Regions from separate parts of the Mus musculus genome. Here regions 1, 2, 4, 5 and 6 are each linked to region 3. A link is a contact called in public Hi-C and promoter capture Hi-C data. All regions are on one chromosome and are shown on one strand. Each heading gives the region's core, a stretch centred on a gene start, on an enhancer-like site or on the middle of the called end of the contact. The rest is flanking DNA. Distances are from core to core; before and after follow the strand shown. Region 1 holds the start of Sdr39u1 (short chain dehydrogenase/reductase family 39U, member 1). Region 2 holds the start of Tinf2 (Terf1 (TRF1)-interacting nuclear factor 2). Region 3 holds the start of Dad1 (defender against cell death 1). Region 4 holds the start of Dcaf11 (DDB1 and CUL4 associated factor 11). Region 5 holds the start of Nynrin (NYN domain and retroviral integrase containing). Region 6 holds the start of Tm9sf1 (transmembrane 9 superfamily member 1).

Region 1 (4,149 bases), core at 1,407-3,906, 1.6 Mb after region 3:
GCTTCTGCCTTGGGGCTCCTTCTCTGCTCAGGCTACAACATCCTTCAAGGCAGCCCTCAGCTCTGGGAAGGAGTACTGGTAGCCAGTAGCCAGTGTCCGCCGAGGGACCACTTTTTGCCCTTCCAACAGCATGATGGCACGTTCTCCAAAGACCGCTCGTACCACAGTGCTGGGGACAGGTATGAAGGCTGGGCGGCCCAGGGCAGCACCCAAGGCCTGGGCAAACTCAGCATTGGTAGTTGTAGATGCTGGAGCCACTCCATTCAGGACTCCTTGGACGTGGTTTGCTTCAAGGGCATAGTTCAGAATTCCTGCCAGGTCACCAATGTGTATCCAGGGGAAGAATTGGCGACCTGAACCGATGGGGCCTCCTAGGCCCAGGCGGAAGGGCAGAAGCATGTGACTGATGGCGCCACCTCCACGGCCCAGCACAACCCCTAAAGTAGAGAGGTGGTACATGGAGGCTGCTTAGCCTTGAAAATTTGCACTACTCTGCTTTCCCTTCTCCCTTATGGTCTTCCCGTGTGCACGTGGAGTGGGCAGCGTTGAGGGCTGTGGGTCTTTTGGGGATTTTTCCCTCTGCTAGCTAAAGTAATAGTGTCCTCTCCCTGCAAGCTCAGCCCAGGAATCGTCCATGTTGCCTGATTCCCAGGCCCTTGGTCCTCACCTGAACGTACCACGACCTGGCGTGTAGACTCTCCAGGAAGCCTGGCTGCTGCTTCCCATTTGGTTACCAGGTTGGAGAAAAAGTCAAAATTCCCTCCTGGGCTGTCTTCATCATACTCCTTAGTCAGGCTTGGCTGGTAGTAAGCTGTCATGGAAGAGCGTTTGTTTGCTCTGGCGGTCCCTGGCCTGCTGGGCCCTTTGTAGTGCAAGGCTCCTTAGCCTCAGTCTCCTCTGCCCTTTGGGTTTCCACAGGAGAAGAAAGAACCATAACTGTTTCCCCCTTGAGCTTCTCTGTGTGTCCATGCCTGAACATCTAGCTTTTGGCTGTCAGGCTGTGTCCAGAGGCCGCTAGCTTGTAGTGGGTAGGGACAGAAACGTAGGTGCTAAGCTGCTTGAACTGGACCATTCTTGACATCTGTGACTTTTTTTTTTTTTGGCAAGTTACTTCTCCGTATGAAAAAAATCTGCATCCTCAGTATGGGAGTAACTGTACCTACCTCATAAAGTTGTAAGGATTAAATAATATGTATATAATAGTATGGTGGCTACTACTCATTTTAATTGTTTGCAATTGTGTGGTCTCAAAGGAGACACAACAAAGGGAGCTCTTCATAAAGAACTGCAGTGCAAAAAAGCAAGGGGTGTGGGAGTGGGGAGATGCCTTCTGTGCGCACTAGGACCCGTACCACACCTCTTTCTCTGAGGGCTCCCAATAAAGGCTCTCTAGCCAAGTACCCCACACCCCCATTCTGCCTTTCCACACCCATAAAGACCAGACTGTGACAGTACAGATCTGGGTCAGGAAGAACCTGCAAGGCTGGAGGCCTAGGCAGTGACCCTGGGAAGGACCTGTGATTCGGGTGCAAGCCCCAAGTGCCTCAACTGCTTGCTCTGTTCTCCCTGGCTCCGTTAATGTAAGAGGCTGGTGATTTGGGAGCGTACCTACACCTGTGACTAGAATCCAAGCCTGAGGTGGGTGCGCAGTTTCGGTGATGGCTTTGGCTAGCAAGTGGGTAGTATCCAAGCGGCTCGTAAGAACCTCTTTTTGGAAGGTTTCATTCCATCTGCAGAGAAAATGAAAGAAAAGGTCAAAAGTGCAGACATGCACCTAGACCATATCCTCCCCACTCATCCGGCTCCCCTCCCAGTAAGTCTGTTGTCCTAAGCCTGTCTTAATGCATAGCTCGGGGTGGCTAAGAAGATAGGACTCTCTCCCCCGGCCCCCAATAGGCATGGGCTATATCTCTTTATCCACAACACTGGGCTTTAGTAGACGCTGATATATAACAGGCTCCAAAGGCTTAAGGGGACACTTGCACAAGTTTATGTCTACCATGCACGGGTCACAGGCATCGACCCTCTCTCCCCCCTGTACAGGTGATAACTGCTTTATGGCCCTGTTGACCTTCGCAGAGGGTTGAGGATATTCTCTCCAGCCAGGTTGATGACAACATCGCAGAGGGGCAGCCCCGACTCACTGAGTTCACTCTGTGGGAGAAAGTACAGTGCCGGCTGGTACTGTCCTTCCCGCGCAAATTGCCCTCCCACCCACCTTCCAGAAGCTCGACCTACCCACGTGATTCGACCCGGGCCAGGCTGTCTGGAGACCAATTTAACTTCGTGGCCCCTGCCTCTCAGCAGCTGGGTTACGGCTGTCCCAATGAATCCCGTCCCGCCACCTGATGGGGGAGCACAAACTGTTTACTCAGCGGGGTGGCGGTAGGTCATCTGCTGGCGGCCCCTTTGGGTGCGGTCCCCATCTGACATCAGGCCTCTCCAACCCACCCCGCGATGCAGAGGTGACAAAAGTCACAGGGTCGCACAGATTCAGCTTTTGGGGCTGGGAAACCAAGGCTAGGTTGCCTGCTTAGGAGACTGCACCCTGTGGGCCTGTTTTCTCAGCTCTCGGCTACAGCCTAAGCCGGCCCGCCACTCTGCCCTCCCTCACCTACAAGCACCCGCATAGCGACAGGGAGCTAGCACGCCTGCGCGAGATTTAAACACCGGACGCGACTACGAGCCTCACCTCACGCGAATCTCAGTACTAGGTGTGCCCCACCCTCCCCCGACCCGGAAGGAGTTATAGTAATAGCGAAGGACCATAAATTTCTCTGGGAAGAGGGGTGGATGACGCAAAAGAGATGGAGGACGAAGTGCAGAAAGGATCCGCTCCTAAAGAACAACTCTAGACCGCGAAGCGCTGGGCGTGGGGAGGGGGCGGGCACTGTGGAATTCTTCTTCATCTTTTCTCACTGTTCTGCCTCCTTCTGTCAGGACTCGAGGGTGTCAGAGTTTCTTCTCCAGTTCATGTGCGCACTCTTGTCCTTGCTTCCGCAGCTAAGGCTCTCACAAGCGTGCATCCCACCCGTGCCCTGCTTCCCAGTTCATCCGTTTCAGGGCCCTCCAGGAACACATAGTTCACCAAGTCTAATGCCCAGTTGTAGATCATTTTGATTGATCGCCCAGCCAAAATTACTGTTCTTTCTCCCTTCCTTTTAGAAATGATAGGCATTTCTCTACCGCTGGTGAAATGAGCCGATTCAAGCCAGACTAGTTTACATTAAAGGCAGGTTTATTGGGAGTTAACTGGCCCCAAGGATTAAGGCCAGGGGACTCACCATGGAGAGGAGTGGGGGAGAGGAGAAAGAGAGAAAGGGCGACCGAGCAGAGAGAGACACGGGGTGGGAGAAGGAGAGATGGGGGAGGGGGTAGGGAGAGAGCACAAAATGTCTGAATTTTATAGGGAAGAGCCTCTTGAGGAAGGGCAGCCAGGCCCCTGGTCTGGAAACTTCAAGGTTGGAGGCAAGGTATGCCAGGTAGGGTCTGAGGGATGATGGGAGAATCTGGAGGCCATGTCTGCTTTGTAAACATGTAAAAATGTAAAATATTTGCCTCAGTCCCTGGGCATAATCCTGGTCTGAAACCAAACAAGAAACGCTGCATTTTTGCCTTGAGTAGAAACCACACTGTCTTCTGGGACTTTAAGAACCAAGTTTGGTGTCTGGTGCATATCCTTTCCCACTGAGGCCAGACAAGGCTGCCAAGCTAGAAAAACATATCCCACACACAGGCAACAGCCTTTGGGATAGCCCCCACTCCAGTTATGTGGGACCCACAGGAAGACCAAGCTGTACATCTGCTACCTATGTGCAGGGAGGACTAGGTCCAGCCCATGTATGTTCTTTGGTGGTAGTTAAGTCTCTGAGAGCCCCAAAGGTCCAGGTTAGTTGATTCGATTGGTCTTCCTGTGAAGTTGCTATCCCCTTAGGGGCTGCAATTCTTCCTCACATTCTTCCATAAGAGTCCCCAGCTCCATCTACTGTTTGGCTGTGGGTGTCTTTATCTGTCTGAGTCATCTGCTGGGTGGAGACTCTCAGAGGACAGCCATGCTAGACTCCTGTCTGCAAGCATAACAGAGTATCAATAGTGTCAGGGATTGGTGCTTGCCCATGGTATGTGTCTCAAGTTGGGCCAGTTACTGAT
Region 2 (4,198 bases), core at 150-2,649, 1.4 Mb after region 3:
TGGGCTCTATCAGATTCCCTGAGCCAGAAGTAGAGCTCTCTGAAAGATAAAATAAGATGCCTTATAAAATTAGAACTAGGTTAAAACTCAGGTTTGTGTTACAGGCCCATATAACTTCCATTCGGCTGACTCAGGTTTGGTAGAGCTAAACACTAACCTCCAAATTGCTAGTTATCTCCGCTGATCCTCTTACCTGGAAATGTCCACCCCATGTCCATACCATACTGGTGCAAAGCAACCGAAGAAGTGATGAACGAGCCCGGCTGACTCCAACTTAGAGCATCCTGAAGCTGTGGGCAAGGCGACAGATAGGAAGATCATAGTTCTCGGGGAAGCCACCCAGCCTTCCGCCCTTAAAGTGTTTCTTTCTCAACAACCTCTTGTGCTCTGACTGGAGGCAGTGCTTTCTCTAGCTGACACAAGTATTCAAACAACAGCTTTTCCATGGCAACTAGAAAGGATTCCCCATAGTCTTGTTCTAGTTCCTGTATGTGGGAAAGTGAAGCAGGTCAGATGAATTTTAGAAAACAAAACAAAACAAAACAGGAATCCCATAACATCCTCCAAACCAACCATTCTCACCTGCAGGCTCGAAGGCGGGTCCTCTGACAGGTGCTTCACAAGCAAGCAAAAATTTTCCCGTGCCTCCAAAAGCTTCCTGTCTTCTTTTGTCTGTTGAGGATATTGAAGACAGGAAAATTTGGGTGAGGAGGTGTCGCTAGGACCCAGGGGCAACTTGGTTGCATCAGGCCTGAGTTTGGTCTGCCCAAGATAGCACTCACAGCTTCGGGGTCCAGTGGTACTTACTGTTCTGGACTCTGCTGGGAAGTGATGCTTCAGGGCATTCAGGACCTGGTCCCAGGGTCGCGCCTGCAGGATCAGCTCCACCACCACCTGCACGGTACAGGGCTCAGAACACCTACCCTTTTCCAGCCGATCTTAGTCCCAACCAGACGTCCTTCTCTCTAGTACCTTGGCCTTTAGGCTCATACACAGGCGTTCATGGTGCCGGTAGCAAACCAAGCCGGGGGCAGCAGCGCGCAAGGACTGCAGAAACTCCACCACTTTCGGGAAGTGCTCTACGCGGCGACGGCGGACTACCAGCCAGCTGGCGGCGGCAGCAAACCGCAGAGACGCGGGACCTACCCCTGGAGGTGGGGCCATGGCCCGCGGGCGCCCTTTCCTCCTTTCGTTCAACCCAGGCTTCCCGGACGCTCCCGTAGGCGGAGCCCCGCTTCTCTCATCTGCACCGGAAGGTCGGCGGACCAGCTGGGCCCATTTCGCGGAGCCACGGGAACCCCGCAGTCTCCTCTCAGGCGGTGACTTAAGTGTATCAACCTGTCCAGATCACTAAACTTAAAATGCCGCCACTGAGGGAAACGCAGGAGTACGTCACTTCCGCCTGGGCGCGCGGCTTCCCTCCCCGGAAGAGGCCGCGGAGGGAGCTGTGACGTCACGAGGTCCCCTGCACTGTGAAAGTGACGTACGACCTAGCGTCACTCTCCATCACCCCTGCAAGCTGTAAACCTAGGTGTCTGAATCAGCGTCTGCCAAGCCCTTCCCGGGCCGCCAGCCGCTCCCAGGAAAAATTCTGCCATTCCTCTCGCGAAACAGAAGAGGGCGCTCGCTCGTTTCAAAAAACCAAACACAGGCCTGAGTGGTAACTCCGCCCTCCTGTCCTGACTCGCCGGTGCCTAAACGAATATAGTTTGAAATATCCTAGGGCTAGTCAGGGTTCTCCTGGACAGTAGGATGACAGCCGTTTTATGCTTTTCTGTGCCACATCTTTGCTGTTTCGTGTAGTTTATAATATTTAAGGGCTTCCTTTTCCAAGTTTCTTTTGAGCACTAACTTGATGGAGTCCTTTAGTGGGTTGACTCTTCTTGCTCTCCCCAAGGACAGAACCGGGCACACTGTGTACAGCTTTACTTTGTTGCTTAAATTAATTATCTGCCTTGCCCACCTTGCAGGAATTTTATGAAACCTGCCCATTATTTGAATGGTTTCCTCCATTCCCAGACTCATGGCTCACACTTTGCCTTGGTTCTCCAGATCAGTATTCAGAGCCTTTCCAGACCCAGTACCAAAGTACTACACTGGATGTTAATGTTGAAGTGGGTTTTCTTCATATTTTTTTCTGTCATTTCTGACCTTACCACTTTCATTTTTTCTTTAAAGATTTATTTATTTTATGTATGAGTACACATTACTCTCTTCAGACACACCAGAAGAGGGCATTGGATCCCCACTACAGATGGTTGTGAGCTACCATGTGGTTGCTGGAAATTGAACTCAGGACCTCTGGAAGAGCAGTCGGTGCTCTTAACCGCTGAGCCATCTCTCCAGCCCCACTTTCATTTTTTCTAAAGAATTTTCCCACAGAGTGTGCTGGTGCACACCTCTAAATCCCGGCGTGAGATGGGGTTTTTTTTTTTCCCCCTTGTTTTCAGTACTGTAAATACTTTACTCCCTTGTTGCTTGCATGGTTCTGGGTAGAAGTCCAATCTAGTTACACATTGTTTTTAAAGCTGAGAAATTAATTTCCTTTTTAAAGCTATCATGTATTAATTTAACTCTTTTGATACTTTATTTTTATTTAATGTGGACCAGTGTTTTGTCTGAATGTATGTCTGTGAACCATGTGTGTGGAGTGCCCATGGAGGGCAGGTGAAGATTTAAGTCTCCTGGGATGGAGGTTACAGAGGGGGGGGGGGCATGCACAGGTAAAGACAGAACAAGTAAGAACATGAGAAAGAGCCAGAAGATTAGAAAAGATTGCTAAAGTTAGTTTGAGGTCAAACAGCAATTCAGAGAAGCCAGATTGAATTAGTCAGCTGGGAGAAGAGTTTGAGCCAGAACAGCTGAGTTGAACCAGATGGACAGAAGTCAGAAAGAACTAAAAAGGGGCGAGTTTATTCAGCAATAACTCTGGGGTGGTTTGAATATTCTTGGCCCAGAGAGTAAGTGGCACTATTAGGAGGTGTGCCTTGTTGGAGTAGATGTGGCCTTGTCGGAAGAAGTGTGACACTGTGGTGGGCTTTGAGACTCTTCTCCTAGCTGCCTGGAAGCCAGTCTTCTCCTGTTTGCCTTTGGAACAAGATGTAAAACTCTTGGCTCCTTCTCTAGTACCATGCCTTCCTGGACACTGCCATGCATTCTGCCATGATGATAATGGATTGAGACTCTGAACTTGTAAGCCAACCCTGATTAAAAGTTGTCCCTTATAAGAGTTGCCTTGGTCATGGTGTCTCTTTACAGCAGTGAAAACCTAACTAAGAAAATCTCAGAGGCTGAAAACCTTCCAGGCCTAGATTAGATAGTTTGGAGGCTAGACGCTTCCATACAAGGCCTAGATTAGCAGACAGAGACAGGTAAATAAAAACTACTGTTACACACAGTGAGACTAGAGGATGAAGAAATGTTTGGAGCAATGACTAAGAAGTGTCCCAAAGTAATGATAGATACTACACTTGATCTTAGCCAAAAGGCTGAGAAGCGATTAATGATAGATACTAAACATAGATCCAGAAAACTCAGAATAGCAAGCAGAACAAATACCATCACAAACACAGAGCTGAGTGATACTCAACCTGCACACACACACACACACAATCACAGGCAAAAACAAAAGTGCTGAAACTAGTAGGAAGGAAAGGATGAAATTAGACCAGAGAACACTGTCTAATGGCCTTCAAGGTTAAGGATTAAGTTAAGGGGGGCTGGAGAGATGGCTCAGCAGTTAAAAGCACAGGCTGCTCTTCCACAGACTTGAATTCAATTCCTAGCACCCCTACTGCAGCTCATAACTGTAACTCCAGTTCCAGGGACTCTGACACCCTCATTTCAGACATACATGTAGACAAATAACAACGCACATAAAATAAAAATAAATACAGTATTTTTAAAAAATTAAATTAAGGGGATGGAGGGATAGTCCCACAGTTAAGAGCACTAACTGATATTACAGAGGACTGAGGTTCAATTCCACAAACTCTAATGTATTCCGTTACTGTACTCTCTTCTTCCTGTACTGTCTGTCTCTCTCTCTCCCTTAAGTAGCTTTCCTTTCCTCTCTCTTCTCCTGAGAGTTGGGCAGATTGTACTCTGTCAGATATTTCTCTGATCCATCATTTTGTCTGCCACTCAATTAAACTGTTTTCAAATATGACTGTTTCCTTCAACAAACTAACTTTGCCTT
Region 3 (4,021 bases), core at 777-3,276:
GACACCATACAACAGGAAGACACTCCCTCCCCAGAGTTCTCTATCCACCAGCCAGTTCAGTCTAGCCAATGAATACTTCTGCTCTTTAACCTCCATATACACACACATGCACACTGACACATAATGACACTTTACAATACATTATATGCACACAAAGATGCTCACAAAAATACTTTTAAAAGAACATTAAAAAAAAAAAAAAGCAAAAGCTGGGGCTGGGGCTGGAGAGATGGCTCAGTGGTTAAGAGCACTGACTGCTCTTCCAGAGGTCCTGAGTTCAATTCCCAGCAACCACATGGTGGCTCACAACCATCTGTAATAAGATCTTCTGCACTCCTCTGCTATGTCTGAAGACAGCTACAATGTACTCACATAAGTAAATAAATCTTTAAAAGAAAAAAAAAAAAGCAAAAGTCATCTACCAAAAAAAAAAAAAAAAGAAAGACAGATGGGATGAAAGAGAGAGTGTGAGCGCACTAACCTAACTTTCCAGCAAATCACTTTTTTTCTATGTAGTTCTGGTAAGTCAGGACTTAACTCAGAGGCTTGTGAAGATGGGTGGCTTCAACAGGAGAGACCTTACTTAAATCAGCTGTTAGCCCCACTCTGTTCCTACACTTCCATAACCAGAGGCTAAATAAGTAAGAGGTTCTCAGCCTCTTACTGTTCTCTGTCGGGAACAGTACTGGGCACAGTAGAGAGGTTTGTCAGACCTGGCTAATGGTGCTAACATATCCTGATGGTTAGGGTGTAGCCTCCAGAAACTGGACCAAAAACCAAAGACACTATGATGACCACTGAATAAGCTGACTTTGCAGCTCTAGCTCTGACTGGGGCACAAGTCGGCTGGGGCCTATTTAAGTTCTGAAAAGTAAAATTGTTCCCAGTGGGCCTGACCTAGCAATGTGAATGTGTACATGTGACGTGAGGTTTATGTTAAGACACTAAATCAAGTCTCCAGACAAGTCCAATGCTATATTTTGTCTCTGCCCAAACCAGCTGTAATTCACTGAGGAAAACAATTGCTAATAAACCCCCAAAACACTGCTGACTGACCATGATACATTTGGTAGTAACATTCCTAAGCCAAACCTGTTCCCAGTATTCTCTCAGTTCCATGGGGCAAGAAAAGTCAGACTTCAGATGAAATCCATGGCGGCAATCCTCATTAAACCTGGAAGTCTGTAAGGTTATTAAATGTGTAGAAGAAAGAAGAGCTAATACACAATTGTGTGAATAAAAATTGAGTTGAGGGTAAAGAGAAAAAGCACATAAATTATGCACAGAAATAAGTAGGGGCAACTAAAAAGCCAGCATCAATTGGGTTGCCTCCTCACAAGCAGTCACTAATATTTATATTCCTATACTATCACCAAAGTCTTCTCCTAGATGAAGTAGGGATTAGGCCAAAGTGATAGAAATGTCTCAGCTTGGCATTTTAATTTAAAGCTCTACCAACTTTAAATTTGTGTTAAAGTTTCATCAAGGTAGGATATTTTTCCTTAGAGAAGTATTAATTGCGACGAACACCAGAAGACTATTTCTTTACATATTCAGTTTCAACTCCTGTTAGGCATTAGAAACGTGACATTTCTGAGCCTGCTTCCTGGATCCCAAGAAGTAAGCGTGACTTCACAGACGACGGCCTTCTACAAACTACCAAAGGGTACCGTGAGGACGAAGCTGCGCGCCAAAGTGGGACATTATGACCAGGATACAGAATCATTACCCGCTAGGATGAAGCTGCCCACACAAGAGATGAAGCCAGAGAGGAAAGAGTTGAAGGGGAAGGTGCCCACGAGGAGACAGTAGCCGAACTGCAGCGCCCCGGTCAGCAGTATATAAAGGAGATAGGCGTCCAGCAACTTCAGCCGCTGCGGAGTGGAGCTCAAGTACTCCTCCAGGAACCGGGAGATGACGGACACCACAGACGCCGACATGACGAACACGGGGACTTCGGATACCGGACGACCACAGACGATGTGGCTCGCGCGTGCGCGTTAGCGGGCCCTAGCCACGCCCACACCGGCGGGCCAATTGGCTCCGGCGTAAAGGCCAGCCTTGGTGCGTCACAATTAATGCGCAGACACAGGCTGCATACCCAGACTGAGAACTACAAACGGAAATAAATTAATGCTCCTGCGCAGGGCCTATCTCCCCCTCTGGAGACGTGTACTATAGCCTTATTTCCGCCCTGCGTTTGTTGACGCCCTCTGTTGCTCTGGCGACGAGATTTGTGACCGGAACAAGGGGAGAGGTTTAACAGCGGACAGAGACGCTTCCCAGAGAGTTCCGGCTCTCTTTGATCCCCCTCAGTGGTCTAGCTTGGGAATCTGCTTAGAGACCAAGCTGGCGGTCCAGGGACTTAACCTGCCTGGCCCTAATTCTCTTAAAAGCTCTATCTTCAGATGCCTATGACCGATCATTAGAGCAGGTCAAGTTCCTCCGCAGTGAGAACTATGCTTATACGGGCCAAGCGCCGGTTTACACTGGCGGGAGAGGGTTGACCTCTACAGGATCCTGAACTGGAAGGCTGAATCTGGGCCCCACGAAGAACCTAAGCCAGCAGGTATTCATTCATTCAACAAACGCTCGTTGAGTACCAAGGAGGTCCAATAGCTGTAGTTATATTGTAGGAATTTTTAGGTTAATCAGTCACTGTCTAAAAAGAGAGATAGTCACTTGTGCGTAGAGTGAAGGGTCAGGATCAGCAGCAAACTGACATTGTACAACAGGTATTGTTATAATATTCCTTGAATGGCTCCAAAGAGCATATTTGTTTCAACCTGATCCTCTGAATCATTTTATAGAAAAAGAATTGAAAGTTTGAGGTTTTAACAAGTACAATTAACTGCTTTTTAGCGTTTTAGCTGAAGAAAACTTAAGTTCTGCCTTCTGGTTTGCACTGCCATTACAAGTTCACAATAACCCGACCTTCTAAACCTAGTATCTCATCTTTCAGTTAAAAAGTCTACCCGCATAGAATCCGGTACTTCATTTCAGCGTTTAAGACACTTCCAACTGCCCTGCCTAACTAGTTGAGCAGCATTTCTAAACCCGCAACTGAACTACTGTCGCTTGTTATCTGTATTTAGCCCGGAAACACTTAGCGCCACAATCCAATAAGACGTAAATAGCCCTGCCCAGGTTCCAGTGAATCACTCGTGTCTTTGGAAAGCCTTAGTCTGTTAAAAGAGGTAAATCCATATTCACAAGAGAGAAGTTTGCACTCCTAGAAATGTAGCCTCTGTGCTCTTGTGTTACTGTAGAGTGGGTGGGATGTGGAAGGATAACCAGACGGGTTCCTACTCCACATAATATGAAATGCATCTGCAATTGAACCCTTCTCCCTGTCTCAGCACAAGTAGAACAGATTCCTCTGGTCGTCAACTTAAGGCCAAATGGGCTAACTGGCTGTTTCTAATTATCCAGTAATGAATTCTTCCAGAAGTTCCTGTGCCATCATCCCAGCACCTTCCAGAAGTGTCTTAGCCTTTGATCTTTGTCATTAACATCTTCATAGGAGTTCCCTAGGAAGACAGAATCAATGCAAGACATCACTTATTGAGACAAGCATACTCATTCTAAGACAAAGCCATTCTGAACTCCAGATTTTCTCAGCTACCTGAATTAACAATACGGAAAAGTTTTGTTTTGTGTTCAGTATATGAACATAACTAAACTCTCAATAGGGATTCATACGGTCATTGGTTTTGAGTAGTGTGAGTCAGAACATTACTATGTGTAAAAAGCTCATGTGCAGAGGGATAGTAGATAAAAGTTCAAGTTCCAGAGTCAGACAAAGAGGGTGTTAAACTTTGATTCTACATACTACTAATTACTTAACTTGAGACTGATCACTTAACATTTAATTCTTGCTTTCCTTCTTTGTGTTCTTTTTGACAAGGTTTCTTTATGTAGCCTCGCCTGGAAATTACTATGTATCCCAGAATGGATTCAAATTTGCAATCCTCCTGCCTCTGCTTACTGAGTGCTGAAATTTCAGGTATATGCCACTATG
Region 4 (3,966 bases), core at 1,181-3,680, 1.3 Mb after region 3:
AAGGCGTGCGCCACCACTGCCCAACTACATATTATTAATTTATTGATACTTCTCCTCTTCTTAGCACTTACAGATCTTACTGAAACCTACTCATAGTGCAACTCTGCCATCAAAACAGGTGAAAGAGGCTGGGAAGGTGGCTCAGTCAATACAAGCAGGGGCACCTGCATTCTCATCCCCAGTACCAGCCTGGAAAGTCCAGCACTGCCCTTGTCACATGTCTGAAATGCCAGGGCTAAGAAGCAGGCCGAAGAATTCCTTGCTGGCTAGCCAGTAGGGCCAATCAGCTAGCTCCAAACTAAGTGAGAAGCCCTGTCTCAAAAAATAAGTTGGTAAAAGTTTTTTAAAGACATGAAAGTAGGAGGAGGCTTGGAGGGGGGGATGGGGGGGCAGCTGGAGTGGCTGTGGTCAAGAGGCACTGTATATATGTATGGAATTCTCAAATAAATAACTTGGAAATTTTTGAGGAAGACACCAGACATCCATTTCAAGCCTCTACATCAACTGATACACATGTTCACATGCACCAGAACACACCTGAACACACAAACACACTACACACACATGCATCCACACATATATAACGATAATAAGGAAAAAATTTTACAGGCCTCTTTTCTGGACCTAATCATAATGTTTTGTTCATGTTCCACCTTAGCTATCATCCATTTTGTTATTTAATCACATAATGAGCTTGGATTTTTCAAATTTGTATTTACTTCTTTGGGTGGGTGTGGGTGAGTAGGGAGGTATGCATGAGGAGTTCTGAGAACAATTTGTAGGAGTCCATTCTCTCTCAAGTCATAAGACTTAGTAGTAGCTGGGCATGGTGGCACACGCCTTTAATGCCGGCACTTGGGAGGCAGAGGCAGGTGGATTTCTGAGGTCGAGGCCAGCCTGGACTACAGAGTGAGTTCCAGGACAGCCAGGGATTTACAGAGAAACCCAGTCTCGAAAAACAAACAAACAAACAAAAACAAAAACCCCAGACTTCCTAGTAAGCACCATTACCTAGCAAACACCCTTACCTGCTGAAGCATCTCACTATCTCACTGGCCCAAACTTGGTTATTTTTTTTAAAAGATTTATTTATTATTATATCTAAGTACACTGTAGCTGTCTTCAGATGCACCAGAAGAGGGCGTCAGATCTCATTACAGATGGTTGTGAGCCTCCATGTGGTTGCTGGGATTTGAACTCAGGACCTTCAGCAGAGCAGTCGGTGCTCTTAACCACTGAGCCATCTCTCCAGCCCTCGGTTATTTTTATTTTATGAAGAACTGCAGCAACATTGGGTTTTTGTTGTTGTTTGGTGTGTATGTGTGTGTGTGTGTGTGTGTTCAATGTATACACTGAACCCAGTATATACAGAATGCCAAGCAAGCACTCTCCCATAGAGACATATTCCTAACCCACTAAAAAATTCATTTCAGTGGCTACCAGGTATTTTTATAACTGTACAAAACTGACCATAATTTATTTAACCAACCTCTTATTGTATATTTGGATTTCTTTTATTTCCAGTATCCCACTATTATCAGTGATTGTTAAGCAGAACATACATTTTTATGTAGGTCCAAGTTTGATTACAGATAGCAGTATCACTAGGTCACAGTTTAGGGCTATGAGGGCTGGCTAGGACTGGTTAAAAAGATAAAGCATCTCTCAGATTAGACATTCTGAAAGGGTGTACCAGTAGAAATAAGGCACTTCTAGGCACATTTGATTGGCAGACAAAATTTTCGAATGAAGTAAAAAGACAATCAGGTTGGGAAGTCTGTATTTGAAGTAATAAAAAAACGAAAAAACAGTCAGCTCTTAAGAACGAAATACTTTTAAGAGTAGACTTGAGCAGATCAAGGAGTGGAAGAAGTCTGAAATGTGGAAAAACAGCCACTGTGAAAATAACCTCAAGTAATCAGTTAAAAAATATCTACAGAACTTGTAAGAACTAGAAGAGTAATAAGGAAGGAAAAATACTAAAATTATTACAGACTTTCCAGGCCAAATAACCCAAATACCTAGGAATCCTGAAAGTTCCGTGTATGTTTGAAATACCTGTCCACATAATTAATGGAGACCAGCCAAAGAACAAAATGCTGGGCGCTTGTTTACAGTTAAGAATTTTAAGGCAGTGACAACCTGCGTGGATCGGGAGAAAATGTTGGGGTCTCCGGCCTAGAGACCAGGAAACCTGACACAGAACCTGTCACATGCTCGCCCCGGGAGCTGAGGTGTCCTCGCGATGGCCCACCTCTGGGCCAAGGCCGACATCGCCCGCCTCTCTGGCCTAGGAAACCATCCCAGACAAGGTAGGGTTGGCCTTGGACTCACCCTAGTTACTCATAAACCAACGGGAGGTGGCGAGCGACAGAAGCCTAGGGACGGTCGGCAAAGCCCAGACCCAAGGGGCGCGTGCGCACTAAGGCAACCGGAAAGGCTCCGGGGACGGCCGCGGCACTTAGGGAGCGTATGCAAAGACCAAGAAAGGAAGCCAGGGGTCGTCAGACAAGACCCCCGCTGGTAAGCGTGTACACAGCAGGGTGGAGAGGCCCAGGTCCCACCAGTGAGGACTGCTTTCGACAGGCCGCTAGCGCTACAGCCAGGGGAAAACGGTTGAACTGGGGTTGCTGGGAGCTGAGGGAATAGGAGCGATTGGGCACGCAGTAAAAAACAAACAAACAAACAAACCACTCGAGGCCAAGCGACCTTAAGGGACCACCTCGCAGACTTGATGTCTAGTTCCGCTACGTCTAATGCAGGTCGCAGCCAATTCCAGTCCGCTACGACTAAACGCCCCTCTTGGGTTGAGCAAGTTCCCCAGCCCACCTATCAATCACAGGTCTCAGCTATCCAATCAGAGGGCCGAGGGGGAGGGACTGCTTGGAGCGTCGAGTGACGTCAGCAGGCCTGGCCGCCAGAAGCGTGACGGACGAGGCTCGCGACTGAGGAGCTGTTAGCCGGCGCCGCAGCGATAGTCGCTGTAAACAGGGCCTCGCCCCTGCGGGTCCTGCGACAGCTCCTGGCTGGTGGGTGGTCTCGCGTGGGGCGGTAACCGCCAGACGCCGGGGGGAGGTGCTTCTCCATTTTCCCTCCCCCTGTTGTACACACCCCCGGCGCACCACGTGGGCGTGAAGCTAAACTGGAGGGGGTGTTAGGCTGACTTCTAACCTCATTGGCTGTTGATGCTGCCGGCCCGTGCAAGAAATTGCTCTGATTGGTCAGTAGAGGGAGGCGTGGGGGGGGTCTGAGTTCTAACGCCTCTGGTTGGTTGTGTGAGATAAGCTAGTGAAATGCGTTCTTCCGCAAGGGGTTTTGATTGGTCAGTCGGAGAGGTTATCTGGGATTCAGCCATCCCGGGCCGGGGACTTTGATAGGTGAGTTTGGTTAGGAAAATGGGAAATTCCTCTTCGTGGACTCTGATTAGTACGGTAGGGTTGCACCCTAGGTTTCATATGGCTTTCTTTGCTTCACAGGATTGAGAAAGGTTTATGTTCCCGATACCCTGGGAGCTGTCATAGCTAAAGAGAAGGAAATCTCAGTCTCCTGGAGGGGTCACCCCTCTAAAGATAGCTTCTGCCCCGTTTCTGGAAACCCTGGTATTTCTACAGCAGGCTTTGCTTTCACCAAACCCAAGTTGGAGACAGGAGCAGCCCCTGCGCAAGACATAAGGATGCTGTAACCAGAAGATGGGATCACGGAACAGCAGCAGCGCCGGATCCGGGTCCTTAGAACCCTCTGAGGGCTTGTCCCGAAGAGGGACTGGCCTGCGTCGTAGTGAGGAAGAGGAAGAAGAGGATGAAGATGTGGATCTGGCCCAGGTACTGGCCTATCTCCTCCGCAGGTAACTTACCCTCTGCTGTGACACTAAGTGTCACAATGTCTTGACCTCAACTTCAGGCAGGAAAAGTGCAGAGGATAGGGAATGGCATTGTCCCAGGACAATGGTTGTGTTTGAACAGAACG
Region 5 (4,583 bases), core at 859-3,358, 1.6 Mb after region 3:
GACAAAGGGTGATAGCCAGCTTTTTGGCCAAATCCACTTTCTCCACGTGGTTGGGTTAGCAGGTGGTAAGGGCTGAGTCCAGGAGGAGAGAATTTCTAGGGTAGAGAATCTCTAGGACACATTGGCTTGAGCTGAGATGGGGAGGAAGACAAGATCTGGGAAAGGAGACTGACTACCAGTTAGCAAGTGTCGCAGTACACTGTACACAGCTACGCTGGTATGTAATTCATTGCCTGAATTATGTAAGTTTACCTGTGAGAGCTGATGTCCATCCTGGGCCTTGGACTATTACCCCCATGTCTGTGAGCTAAAGCAACCAAGCACAAAAGTTTAAATAAGTTGCTTTAAAAGGATCTGTTTATGAAGTGTCTTATGCATGGCTTCTTTCTGCCCTCTGCATGGCCTCTTTGAACATAGGATTAAACCTGGGGCTTCTCCCTGACATCTTTAGCCCTGGCAGAAAGAATTTAGCATCACTAACAGAAGGGGTGGGGAGAGGCTGTGTGGCTCCCTTGCTCCTGGAAGGGAAACTGAGGCACACCCTTCCATCCTCTTCTGAGTCAGGGCCTCTGGGCTCAGCCTTCTGCAAACCCGGAGTTTCTGATGTGCCCTGCCAAGCCTGCCTTTTGATAGTACAATTAAAGGCAGGGAAAGTGGAGAGAAGTGGGGTCACTCAGACAGCCTCTGACTTCAAAGCCTTCTGGAGGGGCAGGGTTGAAGAACTCGTTACCCAGAACCCCACAGACCCACCTTTTATTTCTCTGAATTCCATTCCAGGGATGAGACCTTGTAAAGGTGGGGCTTGACCATCCAGTCTAGTCTGGCAGTAACCTGAATCTTTTCCCCCTGGGCCCCTTCTGCACAGCGTGCACCTCCCCACTGGCCTGCATACATACACACATCGGTGGCTCTGTAACACCGATGTCCTAGGAAAGGACTCAGTTTAAAAAAAAAAATAGCTGTCCTTTGTTCCCGTGGGTCAGGTCATACTTGTGTCTGTCAGACTGTGACTCTTGGTTTGTTTGGAAAGTAAGGTTCTCTCGAGGCCCCAGCTGCAGACTGTGCCTTCCCAGTGCCAGGCTACTTCAGGCTACAAGACCACATAAAGTGTTCTTTGTACTGAGCATGTCTCCAAGGCAGCTCGGGTTTTGAGAGTGTCCCCAGCCCAGGGCTAGTCTTGGACCACTGATGCCAACCATATGGCTGTGGATAAGGATGATTGGAGACCCTACCTCCCACTGGCTCCTCACACTCTAACTCACACTTGCTAAAAAAAGGGGTTCTCCTAAACAACCCGAGCCTGAAAACTCTGGCAGCTAACCCCCTGCCCCTCCAGCCCTGGGGGGCTTCCGCAGGGCCTGGGCCTAGAGCCAGTTCCAGGCGGTCCCCAGACTAGAGTGGGGGTGGGGGTCAGAGCTGTAACCCTTTACGTCCTGCTTGGTCTCCAGCCCATAGTTTCTACAGGCCCTAGCCTCTGTGGTCTCTCCACCCCATTTTCCCTTAACCCTTTCCTGCCACAAAGAGATGGGTGTAGTAAAGGGTTTTCAAGGGAAGTCCAGACGACCAAGGATCATGTGTGTGTGTGTGTGTGATGTGTTTGTGTGTGTGCGTGTGGTGTGTATGTGGTGTGTGTGCGCGTGTGGTGTGTATGTGGTGTGTGTGTGTGTAGAACACTGCTTGGAATCTAAAACCAGGGTCTCAGAGATCAACTCTTCAATCCTTCCTTTTCCTTCCTTCGAGGAAGGAACTTTGACCCCTGAACACAAAACTTGGGTGGAAGGCAGTTGCTTCCAAGACCCTGTTTGGCCCTCTCCCTCCCGCCCAGCCTCCTCTCCTTCCCTCCCTCAGTCTCCAGCGCCCCTTTAAGCCATCCAGCAGCTCAGGCGAGTTTATCCAGGGGGCCTGGCTTCGAGGTCGAAGGGGAGGAGGGGGTGGTGGTTGAGGGGGAGGAAGGGCGGCGGGAATCCGCTCGGTCCCACCCCTAGCTACAACCCTTAGCAGGAAGGGTTTGTCTCCCGTGCTGCGGCGGAAAGGGACGGAGCTGGGAGGGCGGGCGCGGAGCGCTGGCGGGTGGGTCGCAGAACCCACAGCAGGGAGGCGGTGGCGGGGGGCGCGCCTCAAGGAGGGGAGGCGTGGCTTAGGCTGCAGGGCTAGGTGGCTGGGGGCCTCGGTGCTGGGACCCGTGACACTTCTCACGCTTTCCAGGGGCCGGAGGGACAGCCATGCTTTTGTCGGGGGGTAAACCCCCAGCGCAGGAATGGTTCATGGTGCAGACAAAATCGAAGCCCCGGGTACACCGGCAGCGGCTGCAAGTCCAGCGCATCTTCAGGGTCAAGGTGACCGCTTTCCAGAGCCGTCCTGACACCCCTTACTTTTGGCTGCAGCTGGAGGGGCCCCGGGAAAATACGGGCAAAGCCAAGGTAAACAGCTTCGTTTTGTTCTTTCCTTTCCCTCCTAGTCAGATCCTCTCCCTCTCTCCTGAACAGTCAAGAGTCCCCAGAGGTGTTGAGCTTGTCCTGCTGTTTGGCTTGCAGGGTCTGGGCCTCCCTCCCTCCAGATCTGCGGGGCCCCTGCTCTGTCCCTCTGCTTCCTTCTTTCCCTTCTGCCCCACCCCTCTCTTACATGTCACTTCTGTCCTTTAAGTGTGCTGAGAGAACCTCTGCTGAGAGTCTCTTTCTACCAGCCTTCTCTGGTCAGAAACAGGCCCAGATTTTCCATCTTGGGATCAGTTTAAGGGCCTGCATTTTTGTGGCCTCTGCAACATATGTCTTTGTTCTCACCAAGACACTGGAAGGCCTCCGTTCTTTCTGTCTGCTTAAATCCTGGGCGGTTTCTCTGAGTACTGGGACCAGAGGAGGGCCCTAGAGACACTTGTAGAGTGGCGTTGGCAGTTTATAGACGAAGCAGTAGGACTCAGAGAGAGAGAGAGAGAGAGAGAGAGAGAGAGAGGGTGAGGGTCTGCCTCAGTCATCAGAGTCAGGAAGGAGTAGGTTGGTGGAGGTTGTAGAACCTAGGACCCTGCCGGCAGAGTAGGATGCATCTGTTCTGGAAGGCAGTGCCTTGGGATGCCAGGGAATCATGGACGTTGAGATGAAAGGGCCTGCTGTATGGAGCTGGATATTGGAGAGGCCAGGTTGCAGCTTGTCCCTTTTACGCTCATCTTGGCTTCTCTGCCTGGGCTCCTCCCTCTGGTTCAGTCACACCCAAGGGCCCCCTACTCCCTCAGATTCCCTTATCTTCTCCAGTAGGAATGCTCTGGACTCCCTTCTCTCGGATACAAGCTAGTCTTTAACCCTTTGGCTGAAGCTCTACCCACATCTCAGTTGGTCAGGGCCTAGGTAGGGGAGGCCCGGAACACAGCCAGCAGAAGGAAGGGGAGGCTGGGAAATTTCTCCCTAAACACGCCCATTAAGCTGCTGCATCAGCACTTTTCCAGTTCTGACAGAGGTGCTGGGGGAGGGGAGAGGTGTCTGCCCAGAGAACAGATGTGCAGGGCCCCTTAGTTTCAGAGGCTGGTGTAGGATAAGCTAAGAAGAGGCTTTTGGGTTCTTTATGTTCTTAATTTTTTTCCGTTACTGTTAAAGTACCACAGCTCAGCCTTCATGGAGAACTAATCAGCTGACCAGGGCCTCCCTAAAGATGGAGACTGAACCCAGGGCCTGTGCATACCACAGAGGCCCTCTGCCACTGAGCCACTTACTCCCCCTGGGCCCCTGAAGAGCACTGCTTGAGATGCTCCACTTTGTGTTTCTTGTTTAAACTTCAAGTCAGCTTCAAGCTTGTCAGCATCACAGCCTCTTTGGGCTATAGTTTTTTACCCCTGAGTTTCTCACTCCAAGCCCTGCTAAGTGGATCCAGGGGCTCTGTCAGTTTCCTCTTGTGTCCCTCTTTGCCCCAGAGAGAGGCATTGTTGAAGGTGGGAACAGCTTGCAGGGATTCTGGGTAACTTCCTTTCTTGGTGGGGACAGAAGGAAGAAAAGGAGGGGGAGGGGGTGAGGGCAAGGGACAGTGGAATGTGGGGAGGATAAGGTCTGGATTTGACACGTTTCCATATCATAGCCCAAATAGAGAAGCATAGTTTGAAGAGGCCCTGGTCTAATAATTCAGCCATCTTGAAACTTTTTTTCCTCATTTGTGAAACAATGTAATAACACTCTTCTCATGTAAGAATTGTGAGGGCCAACTGAAAGAATGCCTGCTCAAATACTTTGGCAAAACATAAAGAACAACACGGGGCAGAAGTTAGGTGCTGCTGTTAGTAACTAGCTTTATAAGGGACCAAGTCTTTCTCCCTAGCTTGATGTCTTGTAAGCTGAAGGGCTTTGATGACCTGCTATGTGAGCCTTTCCTATTATGAGGATGCCTTGTCAGGAGGATGCAGTGTGGCCGACTCCAATCGTAGCTCTAGGGACCTGGAGTTTTGCCTTCTGGTTGTTGCCTTCCATACATCTCTTGGGAGAGATGGAGGAAGAACCGTGAGGTTGTTTGTTCTGGTCTCTGTGGAAGAAGGGTCAGGAAAGATGCAGGCTCACCTAAAGTAGAATCCAGTATGTTTTTATATTATTTGTGCTTGCTTTTTGAAA
Region 6 (4,368 bases), core at 481-2,980, 1.4 Mb after region 3:
GGGTTTTGAAGACTTGGCGGTACTCCTATTTTGGTTTGGCTAATTCTGTGTTGTAGGGAGATACTGATCTGTGCATGGCAGGGGTCAGCATCCTTGATCCTTACACACTACATACCAATAGTACCACTGAGCTGTGACAATCAAAATTATTTCCAAGATGGGCTACGGTGGTGCACGCCTTTAGTCCCAGGACTGGGGAGGCAGAGGCAGGTAGATCTCTTGTGAGTTCAAGGCCATCCTAGTCTACAGAGAGAGTTCCAGGACATCCAGGGCTGTTGTTACATAGAGAAAGCCTATCTTAGTTGATGGGTAGAGATCTGGTATAGAACAAACCTGTTATCCCAGCACTTAGAAGGTTACTATTGGGTTTGAGGCTAGCCTTGGCTACATAGTAAGACCTTATCTCAATGTTCAAAACAAGAACAAACCCCTAAACCAACCAAACCAAATGTCTTTATACACTGCCAAAGTACCTAGGTACAAAACTGTTTTCCATTGAGACTCACTGACTGATTCTGGTATATTAGCCCCAAAAAAGAACAAGGATCTCTTTGCTAGGATAAAGTCTCAGAAAAATAAATGGAGCAAAGTATAAAAAGACTGGAATTAAGAAGTTCCAAAATTTGCTAAAGGAAAAAAAAGAAAAGTAACAGGGAAGGCTAAAAAGTAAAAAAAAAAGTCATGGAAAAAAACAGAGGCATGTACGGAAGGAGAGAGACTTGCACAGGACTCTGGGACCTATTACTGACAGCGAAGAGCCTTAGGCTCTAAGCTCCCCGCTCTGCATCTCTGGATCCATGTTATCTTGAAAAGTCAGTTTGGAACATCTAAGCAAGTACACGGGGTTGTAGTTGGAGTCCAAACATAATTTCCATAAAGGTACCATAGATGCAAGGCACCCTTAGTCCCTAGCAAGGAGGGCTGAGTGATATGTACCGCGGAGAGCAGCTGACCTGTGCAGAACTGAGCTGCATGTGACACAGAATTCTCTTCTCCACATTCTCCCGAAAGCGGATCTCGTACAAAGATTCGGCCATTCGGTCCCCATCCAGAACTTCACCCAAACTAAGACTTTTGTGGCGGATCTTCTCAGGACAGCAGACTGGAAGCTGATAGTAGTGGTAAGTTTCCTGAGGGTTATGGTAGGGTCCCACTTTGTTGACATATAGAATGACAGGGTCGCCGGGCTTGTAGTGTGTGACACCTTCCACCCATGGCCCATGGCCTATGCCCAGCAACAGTATCAGGACTGGCAAACAATGGCAGCTCCAACTTCGAGGGTACCCTAGGACTGTCATCCTTAAGGCAGCAGAACCTGTTGGGGGAATCCCGTGGTTACAGAAACTAGGAATCAAATCATGATGACCCGGTTCTGGTCTCTCAAGTGCCCATTGGCTCCACCTCCTCCCTTCGGCCTCCCGATCCCCACACCACAGAACTTATCTATCCCAAAGACGGGGCCTGGCGTGCACTCAATAGTACTCCCAACCTAGGGTTCACGCCTCTAGGCCTCCCCAGCCCGGGGCTGCGCGTGCCAACCCGTTTCTATAGCAACGCCCGGCGGGCTCGCTGCTACGGAAGGGGCACTCGCCGCAGCTCCAGGGTCCTCACTGCGAGGTACCGGCTGGCCAAAGAGGCGCCAGTGGCCTCACGGGGCCCCGTAGCTGCCCTTGGGCTTCTGCCCCGGTCTTCCAGACAGCGGCGCCGGAGCGGTAGGCTTGCGGAGGACCTGACGACGGACCTCCTCCGGGTTGTCCGCCGCTGCGCCTGATTGCCGCGGCTGCTGCCACGTCGCCGGCGTCCGCCCTCGGCTCATTCGAATGCTCCTGGAAGAGCTCTGGTTCGCCCGCAATCCGGCCCGGCCACGGATTCCACGATGCTCGCTCCCCGAGCCACCGAGCGATGCCAGTGGTCGTCCCGGCGAGCAGCACCGCAGCCCGGACACGTCAGTCTTACCACTTCCGCCTTCGCCGACGGGGACCTCAGCTCCGGGAAGGCGGGAAGGCTCTTCTCCTGAGCCAAGAGCTCCGCGATGCTCGCCGGTGTGTCGCGGGCGGCTTCCCACGGGCTCTCGCGCGGCTGGGCTGTCCTCTCTAGGATGGAGAGAGACAGCTGGGGAGCGGGAGCGCGGCACCCGCCCCCGGCTGCTGAGGTCGGCCCGGACGCGGAAAGTTGTCCCTAACCTGGGCGGGGCGGGGCTTTGTGCCGCGTTCCCACGCCAGGGACCTGTAGCCTCCAACACCTTGGTAAAGGTGCCCCTCCGAGGCTTTCTGGAGGCACGGACCGGTTATTGTTGGCAACAGGCATGCGGGAGGTAGGTGAGGTGCACCTACAGTTTGCCATTTCACCCTGCAAGTTGTGCGGGTTGACAGCGCGTTTTTTTTTTAAGATTTATTTATTTATTATATGTAAGTACACTGTAGCTGTCCTCAGACACTTCAGAAGAGAGAGTCAGATCTCGTTATGAGATGGTTGTAAGCCACCATGTGGTTGCTGGGATTTGAACTCGGGACCTTTGGAAGAGCAGTCGGGTGCTCTTACCCACAGAGCCATCTCACCAGCCCGACAGCGCGGTTTTTGATCGGAAGTAGGTTTTTGTTTTGTTTTTTGAATGTGGAGTCCCTGCAGACCTCGAACCCGGGGTCTTTTGAGTCTCCGCCTTCAGAGTTTCAGAGCTTACAGGTACCATCTCACTTCCGTCATTTTGTTCCCAAGTTCGTCTGTGGGACGTTTGGACTTCTCCCTAACTTTGCAGGTTTCTTTGAACGCGTTACTTTTGTCTGGCTCAAGCTGTTGTGAAGGGGCTCTGCCCCTTTTGAACAGTGACTTTCACTTGGCAACATGGGAGCAAACGGAAGGAAGCTGACTTCAATTTTTCTATTCTGGCGGAAGCAAGTACTGAGAGAAATCACAAGCAGCCATTCTTTCCTCACTCCTACGACTGTTCTTTTCTGATCCACCCACTGTCCTGAAGCGGTTAGAGTCTAGGAAGCTAGGCTTGAGCCAGACACAGTGGCTTTTGTTTTGACCCCTTTGCCCTCCTCAAGACAGTCAGTCTTGCTGTGTTGCCTGACTGGCCTTGGAACTGCTGCCGAAGCAATAGCCCTGCCTCGGTTTCGCGAGTAGCTGGGACTGCAAGTGTGTGCAAGGCTTGCGGTACTGAGGCAGGCCTGACTGAGTTCTGTGGTTAGGAATAACTTAAGATGCTTTGGAGTTTTCTTTGGATGACCTACCCAGTGAAGCCAGAAATCAAAGCTTCTCTTAGCACCTCTCAAATCGCAAGCTCCCTTGATTTGTTTCCTGATTCTTTGTTTTCCATCATTTTCTTGATGTAGAGGCCCCATACTCTTTCATGTCAACCACCTTGCTAGCCTCTGAGCCACCTTCCTCTGGGACCATTTTTCAAACTACTGCTGGAAGGACTGTTAAACCGGCAGTACCTCAGGAAGAGAAGGGGCTGAGTATCGGGTTCTGGGGTTGGTTAATTGGAGGTTTTATTGAGACGGGTCTCGGCAGCCTCATCTGGCCTCAGACCTACAGCGATTCTCTTGCCTCAGCAAGGGGTCTCAGGGTGAGCCACTGTGCTACATTTGTTGTTTGTGTTTCTCTGTGTAGCCCTGGCTGTCCTGGAACTCACTCTGTAGACCAGGCTGGCCTCGAACTCAGAAATCCGCCTGCCTCTGCCTCCCGAGTGCTGGGATTAAAGGTGTGCGCCATCACCGCCCAGCTCTTGTTTTTATTTCTACCTTTTCATATCTATCTAGCTTTAAAACAATTGTGTATGTATGCCACAGATGTAGGGATGCCCAAGGAGGCCAGAAGAGGATGTTGGTTCCTCTGTAGCTTGAATTAGAGGGAGTTACATGTTGCTGAGTGTGGATGCTAGGAACTAAACCCAGGATCTTGGAAGAGCAAGCACAAAGATCTCTTAACTACTGATTTTTTTTTTGACAAGTTCTGATTTTTATGTATAACAAACTTGGACTGGAACAACGTAGAGTAGAAAATAGCTTAACACGAGGCCTTACAGAGCCATATCCTGATGCTACTCCAGGTATACTAACTTTCTGGAATACTCTGGGTTCACATAGAAATATTGGATGTTTCTCTCTCTCTCTTTCTCTTTCTCTCTCTCTCTCTCTCTCTCTCTCTCTCTCTCTCTCTCTCTCTCTCTCTCTGTCTTGAACAAATTGGTATACCTTCTATTTGTGATGAGAGATTATTACCAGTTTATTACCAAACCACCTATCCAGGCCTGGTTAATGCACATTGATGAGCAGTACTGGGGTGCATCTCCTTAACTGTGATGTACTCTGGGCAGTTCTTTAATCGTACCAGGTTGTAGAGCTGAATTCCAATAGACTTTGG

The links. Promoter capture Hi-C pulls out the DNA fragments that hold promoters and counts their contacts. A called contact is a pair of places that touch in the nucleus more often than the background predicts.
Region 1: a contact with region 3 is called in a promoter capture Hi-C map of hippocampal neurons, with 3 times the contacts expected there. The contact joins the promoter of Sdr39u1 here to the promoter of Dad1 in region 3. A contact is called at or near these places in 3 of 39 promoter capture datasets (hippocampal neurons, liver and pre-B cells).
Region 2: a contact with region 3 is called in a Hi-C map of B cells, with 7 read pairs. The contact joins the promoter of Tinf2 here to the promoter of Dad1 in region 3. A contact is called at or near these places in 3 of 39 promoter capture datasets (hippocampal neurons, liver and pre-B cells), 2 of 484 Hi-C or Micro-C datasets (B cells and rod photoreceptor) and 1 of 9 other capture datasets (liver).
Region 4: a contact with region 3 is called in a promoter capture Hi-C map of pre-B cells, with 2.1 times the contacts expected there. The contact joins the promoter of Dcaf11 here to the promoter of Dad1 in region 3. A contact is called at or near these places in 3 of 39 promoter capture datasets (cranial neural crest, liver and pre-B cells) and 1 of 9 other capture datasets (liver).
Region 5: a promoter capture Hi-C map of cranial neural crest shows a contact between it and region 3. The contact joins the promoter of Nynrin here to the promoter of Dad1 in region 3. A contact is called at or near these places in 1 of 39 promoter capture datasets (cranial neural crest) and 1 of 115 datasets of contacts at active chromatin or transcription factors (microglia).
Region 6: a contact with region 3 is called in a promoter capture Hi-C map of pre-B cells, with 3 times the contacts expected there. The contact joins the promoter of Tm9sf1 here to the promoter of Dad1 in region 3. A contact is called at or near these places in 5 of 39 promoter capture datasets (the SN4741 cell line, erythroid cells, liver and 1 more) and 1 of 9 other capture datasets (liver).

What each region holds. Positions count from the first base shown.
Region 1 is chr14:55,897,576-55,901,724 of GRCm38.p6, forward strand. It overlaps Sdr39u1 (short chain dehydrogenase/reductase family 39U, member 1), which reads right to left and starts at 2,657. Exons shown (of 6, transcript NM_001082975.1): 1 at 2,615-2,657; 2 at 2,239-2,345; 3 at 2,072-2,154; 4 at 1,609-1,730; 5 at 668-811; 6 at 1-437. The coding sequence starts at 2,630. The coding sequence ends at 28. Khnyn (KH and NYN domain containing) reads left to right here. Exons shown (of 8, transcript NM_027143.3): 8 at 1-1,205.
Region 2 is chr14:55,680,418-55,684,615 of GRCm38.p6, forward strand. It overlaps Tinf2 (Terf1 (TRF1)-interacting nuclear factor 2), which reads right to left and starts at 1,400. Exons shown (of 9, transcript NM_145705.3): 1 at 973-1,400; 2 at 808-894; 3 at 583-672; 4 at 378-485; 5 at 194-290; 6 at 1-39. The coding sequence starts at 1,164. It also overlaps a transcript of Gmpr2 not described here and the pseudogene Gm25887.
Region 3 is chr14:54,251,903-54,255,923 of GRCm38.p6, forward strand. Dad1 (defender against cell death 1) reads right to left here and starts at 2,027. Exons shown (of 3, transcript NM_001113358.1): 1 at 1,730-2,027. The coding sequence starts at 1,940. It also overlaps a transcript of Abhd4 not described here.
Region 4 is chr14:55,557,599-55,561,564 of GRCm38.p6, forward strand. It overlaps Dcaf11 (DDB1 and CUL4 associated factor 11), which reads left to right and starts at 2,431. Exons shown (of 15, transcript NM_133734.3): 1 at 2,431-2,523; 2 at 3,612-3,844. The coding sequence starts at 3,690.
Region 5 is chr14:55,852,007-55,856,589 of GRCm38.p6, forward strand. It overlaps Nynrin (NYN domain and retroviral integrase containing), which reads left to right and starts at 2,109. Exons shown (of 8, transcript NM_001040072.1): 1 at 2,109-2,420. The coding sequence starts at 2,223.
Region 6 is chr14:55,641,641-55,646,008 of GRCm38.p6, forward strand. It overlaps Tm9sf1 (transmembrane 9 superfamily member 1), which reads right to left and starts at 1,731. Exons shown (of 5, transcript NM_001360063.1): 1 at 954-1,731. The coding sequence starts at 1,298. It also overlaps a transcript of Tssk4 not described here.